Regions from separate parts of the Mus musculus genome. Here region 2 is linked to region 1. The links are chromatin contacts, called in public ChIA-PET maps. All regions are on one chromosome and are shown on one strand. Each heading gives the region's core, a stretch centred on a gene start, on an enhancer-like site or on the middle of the called end of the contact. The rest is flanking DNA. Distances are from core to core; before and after follow the strand shown. Region 1 overlaps Pik3r5 (phosphoinositide-3-kinase regulatory subunit 5). Region 2 has its middle 10 kb from the start of Gm51902.

The links. ChIA-PET counts read pairs in DNA pulled down with a chosen protein or histone mark.
Region 2: an RNA polymerase II ChIA-PET map of memory CD8 T cells shows a contact between it and region 1, with 5 read pairs. The contact joins two enhancer-like sites.

Annotation. Positions count from the first base shown.
Region 1 is chr11:68,462,458-68,466,444 of GRCm38.p6, forward strand. All of the region lies in intron 1 of Pik3r5 (phosphoinositide-3-kinase regulatory subunit 5), which reads left to right. Among named protein-coding and RNA genes, the nearest start is that of Pik3r5, 32 kb to the left of the region's middle. Within about 2 kb of position 1,899, at least 23 of the 459 cell types and tissues checked have an H3K27ac peak or open chromatin away from gene starts, as enhancers often do. A contact at or near this core is called in memory CD8 T cells, where this site is marked.
Region 2 is chr11:68,938,205-68,942,191 of GRCm38.p6, forward strand. It overlaps a transcript of Arhgef15 not described here. Among named protein-coding and RNA genes, the nearest start is that of Gm51902, 10 kb to the left of the region's middle. Within about 2 kb of position 1,662, at least 351 of the 459 cell types and tissues checked have an H3K27ac peak or open chromatin away from gene starts, as enhancers often do. A contact at or near this core is called in memory CD8 T cells, where this site is marked.

The sequences.
Region 1 (3,987 bases), core at 649-3,148:
CACTTTGCCCTGGCCATCCCTGGGGGCAGTGAAGCTATACTTTCAGTGTGGAGCACGGATGGAACAGAGACCCTGTCGCTTGAAGGCTGCCTGTCTTGTTAAGCTGCCCCATTCTTTGTCCTGGGAAAAAGCCAGTTTCTTCCATCTGTATGCCCTGACTTTCTAGGTTGCTATCTCTTCACTGTTGAGTTGAGGCTATGCAAGCAGGAAGAAAACCCAGGGAACCTGCTGCTTCTGTGTGCTCCTTTCCTGTGTCCCCAAAGTCCTTGGCTGCTCTGCCTTTCTCTACCCTCCAGAGTACCTTGGGTTCATGGTACATATATTGTCTGGCATGCAAGGGTGCACTGTGTGGGAAGAACACAAAAAAAGCAACATTTCTTTTACAGATGTAACACCTGTTCTTTGTGTGATTAAAAGCAAGATATAGGGGTTGGGTAGCCCAGCTGCAGAGGGCTTGCCTAGCATACACAGAGTCCTGGTCGAGATCCCCAGCACCGCAGGAACCAGGTGTGATGGTGACGACTGAACTCCTAGCACTGTTGAGGTAGAGGCAGGAAGAACAAAAGTTCATGGTCATTCATGACTGGGGATGAGTTTATGAAGCCAGCCTGGGCTAGCTGGAACATTGTCTCAAAACAAAACTAGGGTATAAAATATCAATTATTATAAAATGTTTAGAGATGAATATGTCTAATTTTTCCTCTTGGAGATAATTGTCATTAGCATATTGGCATGTGATTTTGTTTAGATGGAAATACAAATACGTATAGAAATTTTGAAACAGGACCTCACTATGCAGCACTGGTTATCGTGGTCTTGCTTCCCTGAAACATGGCTACCTGCCTGTCTGCCTCCTGAGTTCTGGAATCAAAAAGCATATGTCACTGTGCCTGGAGAAATCCGAATGTTTTAATAAAAGAACAATTGGGAAAATCTCAAGATTCTTTTGGCCACAATTCCCAGAAACTAGATAAAGATATTCTGCTAGATAAAGCAGAATAAAAGAAACTCTGCAGTTGAGATGCTCCAAACACTTCAAAGCAAAACTCCCCGAGCGAGTTGCCTGTCACCTGCCTTCCTCCTCTCAGTGGAGTCTGTTGGGTTTTCTTGCTCTATGATCATAGAACTCTCCACGGTGCCGTGAGCTCCTGGGTCCTTCACTTCTGTCTTAACAGGATCCCTCTCGTCACTGGCTGCTAACCTGTGAGACCCCAAATGTAGATAGGTGACACTCCCTGCGGTCAGGAGAGGGTGCAGCTGGACAAAGCAGAACTTTCCTTTGTCACCCCCACAAATCCTCTTCTTGCTGAGCTTTTCCATCTCAGCAAATGCACCCCACCAGTCTCCATGAAAGGAGAACGCAGAGGCTATCAAACACCCCATAAGGGTGCATATTCACTTGGGGACTTAACCTAAGTCAGCCGTAATTCCAACTCTACCCAATGTCTATTGAGATTTTTTTAAATTAATTTTTATCATTTTAAATTAAATATATGTGTGTATTTCTGTGGTGGGGGTATGTGGCTTTCAGCTTAGAGTGCCTGTATAGGTGCACCTGTTTCTCTCTGTTTAAAGAAATGTGTATTTCCCCTTCTCTGTACATTTGGAAAGATAGCACCAATTTGTAGTAAATGGTCCCTCAGTGTTCTGGGGAGTTCTGGACTGGACTAAACAGGAGTCTTAAATCAGTGTCTGCTTCATAAAAAGTTGTAAAAACTGGTCCAGAGAGATGGCTCAGTGGAACAGACGACTTGCTGCCAAGCCTGATCCCACATAACAGAAGGAAGAGAACTGAATCTTGCAAGTTGTTCTCTGATCTCTCTACCCACATGCGCACACACCAAGGATGCAGACCTTTATCTGTCTAGCAAAGGGTGGGACTGAGTTCCCACGAACAGTGTGGAGGAAGAACGTGGGCTTTCGGAGTTAGACCAGCTTTGGATGTGTTTCCAGCTCAGGTCATAGAACCTGTGGTGACAGAAACATGAATGACAATGGCTTAACCTCCTTGGGCCCCAGGAATTGTGGGTAACCACTTCAGGAGACTGTGGTAATTAAATGAAATCAGCAGCCGGAGCTGCCTAGCATAGTGTGAGATAGAGAAGACACAGTTGCAAACAGCAAGCCAGCTTTCTGTCTGCCCACCTTCCTCCTTCCCTGGTCCTTCTGCCTCCCTTAATCCTTCCTACACACTCTCAACCTATGGGTCCTGACCCCTTGGAGGGGTCGGATGACCCTTTTGCAGGGGTTCTCTAAGACCACCAGAAAACACAGACAATTACATTATGATTCAAAACAGTAACAAAAATACAGTTACAAAGTAGCAATGAAAATAATGTTATGGGTGGGACTCACCTCAATAGGAGGAACTATATTAAAGGGTTGCAGCATTAGGAAGGTTAAGAACCACTCACTACTCTAGACTGGGATTCATGGAGAATTGACATTTCTGTGTAATATCACACCAAATTTATTTTTTCCACTTGTGGTTAAATGCACGTACCATGTAACATACCATCTTAACTATGTTTGAAGGAACCATTCAATAGCCTTAAAAAGATTGTTTTTTCTTTTAACCATAGTATCCCCAATCTGGCTTCAAACTTGATGTGTAACTGAGGATGCCTCTGAACTCATAATCCTCCTGCCTCTACTTTCTGAATGCTGGGGTTGCAGTTGGGCACTATCACACCTCTTTATGTGGTAGTGAGGGCCACAGCACTTTACCAGGCAAGCCATCCCCCACCCCTGTTCAGTAGTCTTAAGGCCATTGACCCAGGAGTGAAATCTGTCACCAGAACTCGTTTTCATCTTATGCATCTCTACCCATTTAACCACTTCCTATCTCCTTCCCTCAGCCCTTGGCAACCATCATCAACTTTCTGTCCCTCTGACTAACAGCTCCAGGTACCTTACCCAAGTGCAGTCTTGCTTTCCTCATTTGCAGCTTCTTGCACCCAACAGAGATGCTCAAGGTTCATCTGCATTGTAGCGTGTGTCAGGATTTCCTTCCTTTGAGAGACTACACACACACACACACACACACACACGCACACGCACACGCACACACACACACACACACACACACACACAAACACACACATCTTGTTTGTCCATTCAACTCCCCATGGACACTTGGCTTATTTCCAGTCTTTGGCCACAGTATCCAATGCCTCTATGAACGTGGAGGTTCAGGACCTTGCTTCCAGTTACGTTGTGCATCTATCCAGAAGTGGAGTGACAGAATCCTAAGTCGGGCTTGCTGTGAATCTTTAGAGGAAGCACCTTGTTCTCCCGCAGCCCATTAGCCGCTACCTTGTTTCACATTCCCAGGCAGCCTGCACCAGGCTCTGACTTCTTCACAGCCTAGCATTTACTTTGTTGTTCTTTTACTCTAATAGTGGCCATACTGATAGGAGTGGTCCAGTTTTGATTTGCACTTCCATGGTGATGAGGAGTGAAAAGGATTCTATTACCACCAGTGGTATCGTGTATTTGTGTGGGGTCAGCTTGCCCGTGTGTGGAGGTCAGAGGACAGTGTTGTGTAGTCTGTTTTCTCCTACCTTTATGTAGGTTTTAGGGATTGAACTGAGGTCACCTGCTTGTGTGCCAACTGCCTTTTACCTATTGAGACATCTCATTGGCACTGAAAAACCCTATCAAGTGCTTATTAGCCACCTGCATATTCCTCTAGGGAACTATTCCTTCAAGTCCTTCATCTATCTGGGCAGTGATGGCGATGGGGTTGGGGTGTAGTCCTTTGCCTATCTGGATATTAGTTCTTTGTCACCTGAATGACAGGGAAGACTTCTGTTTTGTGGGCATTTCACTCTTGACTGGAGCCTTTGATGCAGAGTTTTGGCTCTTAGATCTAACTTAGTTTTGGTTCTGAGGTCTAATTTGTCCAGATTTTTCTTTTGTGCCCTGGATTCTTTGGTGTGTGGTGCTTTGAAAGAGACGTGTCCCCATAGTCTTGGGCTTTTGAAC
Region 2 (3,987 bases), core at 412-2,911, 480 kb after region 1:
AATCTTAGTAATTGGAGGATCTGACCACAAACTGACTTATAGACATTATATTATGCAGTAATTTGTCTTCTGCATGGCCTCCTCAGAAAGTGAACTTGGCAGTTTTAGATCTAATTCAATTATTTGTAGAAATATTGCACAAAAAAATTTTTTTTGAGACAGGGTTTCTCTGTGTAGCCCTGGATGTCCTGGAACTCACTCTGTAGACCAGGCTGGCCTTGAACTCAGAAATCTACCTGCCTCTGCCTCCCGAGTGCTGGGATTAAAGTCATGTGCCACCACTGCCCGACTTTTTTGTTTGTTTGTTTTCTAAATTGTATTTTATTTACATTTTTAAATAATAAAGTTTTAAAAAATAAGTCAATTGCATCCCCATGCCCACATGAAGCCATGTCTCTGTATTTTTAAAAGTGGTATGTTTCTTTAATTATGTAAAATACAAGATGTTGATGTTTCATAGAGATTGTAACTGCAGCATTCTTTAATTCTTTCTGGCGTTTGTCATAATTGTTATTTAAAGAATAGAGTATGTATTACATGTAAACATGATCTTTTCCTAGTTTGAATAAATTCCAAGGTAACTGAAGAAAAGAATCACAGGTTAGCAGAGCTTGATGGTAGACATGCGGAAGCTCAGCCCCGGGGAAATGAAGGCAGGAAGACTGTAGATCTAAGGCAAGCCTAGATGACATATACTGAGTTCCAGGACAGCCTCAGAGACAAGGTGAGGCTGTGTTTCAAAACACAAGGCTTGGTATGGTCGTGTATGCCTTTAACCCCAGCACTCAGGAAGCAGAGACAGGTGGATCTCTTTGAATTTGAGGCCAGCTTGTTCTACATTTCAAGTTCCAGGCCAGCCAGGAGCACATAGTGAGACCCTGTTTCAAACAAACAAAAATAACTAATATTTGGCTACTTATTAAACACCAACTATGTATTGAGCATTGCTCTCAGCACCTTATGCATATTCTTTTTAAGCCTCTCAATAATCCTGTAAGTCACATATAAATATCGTCATCATTATTGTGTGAATCAAGGAACTGAGGCACCGAGTTGAGAAGCCAAGCGATACAGCTTACAAACTGTAGAGTGGGTGTTAGAACACAGGCCAGCCAGCTCCAGGGTGCAGGTTCAAATTCCTGCCTTAACATTTAGCTTGCCATGGCCGTAAACCACCTTTCCTAAGTTCTCCTACTTGGTATTCTTCATGTGTATCTTCAGAGATTCATCCCTGTAACAGATTAACTACCCATAAAACTGCTCAGAGAATCCCTGCATTCTCAATTTAACTAGATGGTAAATTAACAGAATAACATCTGAGTTTGGTTCAGTGAATCACGGGACCAGGTTGGAGGAGAGGCAGGGTCATGTGATTTTACTGGTTTTGTTTGAGGGCTGAGTCTCACCGTGTATAATTCAGGCTAGCCACAAAAGTGCCACAACGCCAATGAATAAAGGACAGACCTATGTAGTGGGTTTGGCCCACTAACGCTAATTACACTCCCCCCCAAAAAACCTGCTTACACAAGTGTCTGCACAAAGCTTCTGGGAACCTGACCCTGCTTCGTTCTGATTGGTAAAGATGCGGGCAGCCAATGGCTGGGCAGGGCAGACAGAGGCGGGACTTTAGGATTTCCGGGTTTGGGATTGGCAAGAGAGAGAAGGGGGAGGAGATCCACCATAGCAGGAGAGTGTGGAAGAGAGAAGAGATGCCAAGCCTCAGAGTGTTCAGGACAGAGAGGCTTGGCGGCCATGTGAAGAAGCCGAGAGATCCCTCTGGGTCCAGAGCAGCCAAGATAGAATTTAGAGTTTAGTAAGTAATAACTCGGGATTATTAGCAGGAGGTGGATTCATTTCGTGGAGGTTGGGCAGTGGCCTAGGATAGAGCTGATTAAAGCATGTCAAAATATAAAGGCTGTGCGTGTGGGTCTTCCATTCTCGAATGTAAAGCGTTGAGGTGTGTAGCAAACCCGCTGCCAGGATCTATATAATATTTTATTCAACAGATTTAACTCTGTACAAAGTGGAATTTATTGGGAGGTAGGGAAGATTTGCTGACAGAATCAGATTCTGAGTAGTAGCTAAAATAAGCAGATCACTGTGAGGGAGGGTGTGTATTTTGGTTAGGACAAAGTGTTTTTATTCAAGATCAAATGTATTTGGTTCACCTTAACCAAAGGAAGAGTGAAGCACATTCCTGGTGCAGGTCATACAACTCCGTAGATTGCCTTAGCTGTTTGTATCTGTGTATAATTTACCAAGAAAGCAGACTCGGTTACTTTGGAGCAATTCTGTGATTGACCTGCCTTGCTTGGCTTCCCATGGTGCAACCCCAGCATCCAAATAAACTAACTATTAAGGAAAGCTTCATTTATTTACTTGATTAGTTAGTCTGTTTGAGACAGGGTTTCTCTGTGTAGCCTGGGCTGTCCTAGAACTCACTCTGTGGACCAGGCTGACCTCATATTCACAGAGATCCAGCTGCCTCCGCTTCTGCCTCTCGAGTGCTGGGATTAAAGGTGTGCACCCCCGTGCCTGGCAAGGCAAGCTATATTTTAACTCACTAGCTACGCTTGCTTGCCCTGGTGCTCTAGGGCTGTGGCAGAGCAGAGGTTGCAGAGCAAAACCTCATGTTGGATAGGAACCAAAAGAAAAAATCACCAAGGTTCCACTCTTCCCTTCAAAGGTTGTCAGTGCCCAGGTTACTTCTTCTTTCTTTAAAAAAAAAAAAATTATTTATTATTATATCTAAGTATACTGTAGCTATCTTCAGACACACCAGAAGAGGGTATCTGATCTCATTACGGATGGTTGTGAGCCACCATGTGATTGCTGGGATTTGAACTCAGGACCTTTGGAAGAGCAGTCAGTGCTCTTAACAGCTGAGCCATCTCTTCAGCCCAGTGCCCTAACTTCTATTAGGTTCCACTTTTTAAAGGTTTCTCCCACCAGCTAACCTTGACTAAGCCTTCAATCCATGCCCTTCAGGGGACATTTAAGATCCAAACCTGTGGGATATGGTGGCACAGGTATGGAATCCTCGTATTCAGAAGGCCAAAGCATAGGGTCAGAGCCATCCTGAGCTCCTACTAAGATTCAGATGCACAAAACAAATAAGATCTGAGCCATTACGCAGCTCAAAATGGCCACAGTTATGTCCAGCAGAGTCTAGCAGACGGCTCGGGATCCGGGTTCTCCTGTGAAGACTCAACAGGAAAAGAGTCTACTCCCAAATCCATCATTCACCAGCTAACCCGTTAACAGCCATTCAGCTTATCGCATTAGCCATTCCTGAGAACCTAATTACTAAGCTGGGTGTGGTTGGTCCAGAACCCAACACTTGGGAGATGGGAGCAAAAAGATGGAGAGTTCAAGGCCAACCTCACAGAAAGTTTGAGGCCAGCTGGGCTGCATGCACACACCCAAACCCACACACACACTTGACACTAAATGCCTATTCAAAAGGCAATATGGCTATATAAAGGCATGGGTAGCCAGAGCTGGCAATCATTGAAGTCTACTTACCATACTCACTAAAAAACTAAAAGTTTCCTCAACTTGACTTCCTTTAGTTGGACCTCAATAACTAATTGTTTTTTGTTTTGTTTTGTTTGTTTTTGGGGGTAGGGTCTCAGTGTGTCTGTGGGCTGGCCTGATATTCTCTATACATATCAAAGTGGCCTCAAACTCACAGAGATCCTCCTGTCTCTGCCTCCCTAGTACTGGGATTAAAGGCAGGCACACACAACCATCTCCAGCTTTTTTTTTTTTTTTTTTTTTGTATTTTTTTGTGGTTGTTATTTGTTTGTTTTTGAGACAGGGTGTCCCTCTGTATATGAGCTTGATCTCAAACTCATGGTACTCCTCCTACCTCGGGCTCCCACATCCTACGATTACAGGCTTGAGCTACCAAACCTGGCCTGATTTATAAATCTTGCAGAAACATATGCCCATGTGACTCCACTTCTAGGGTCCTCCAGTGCAAGT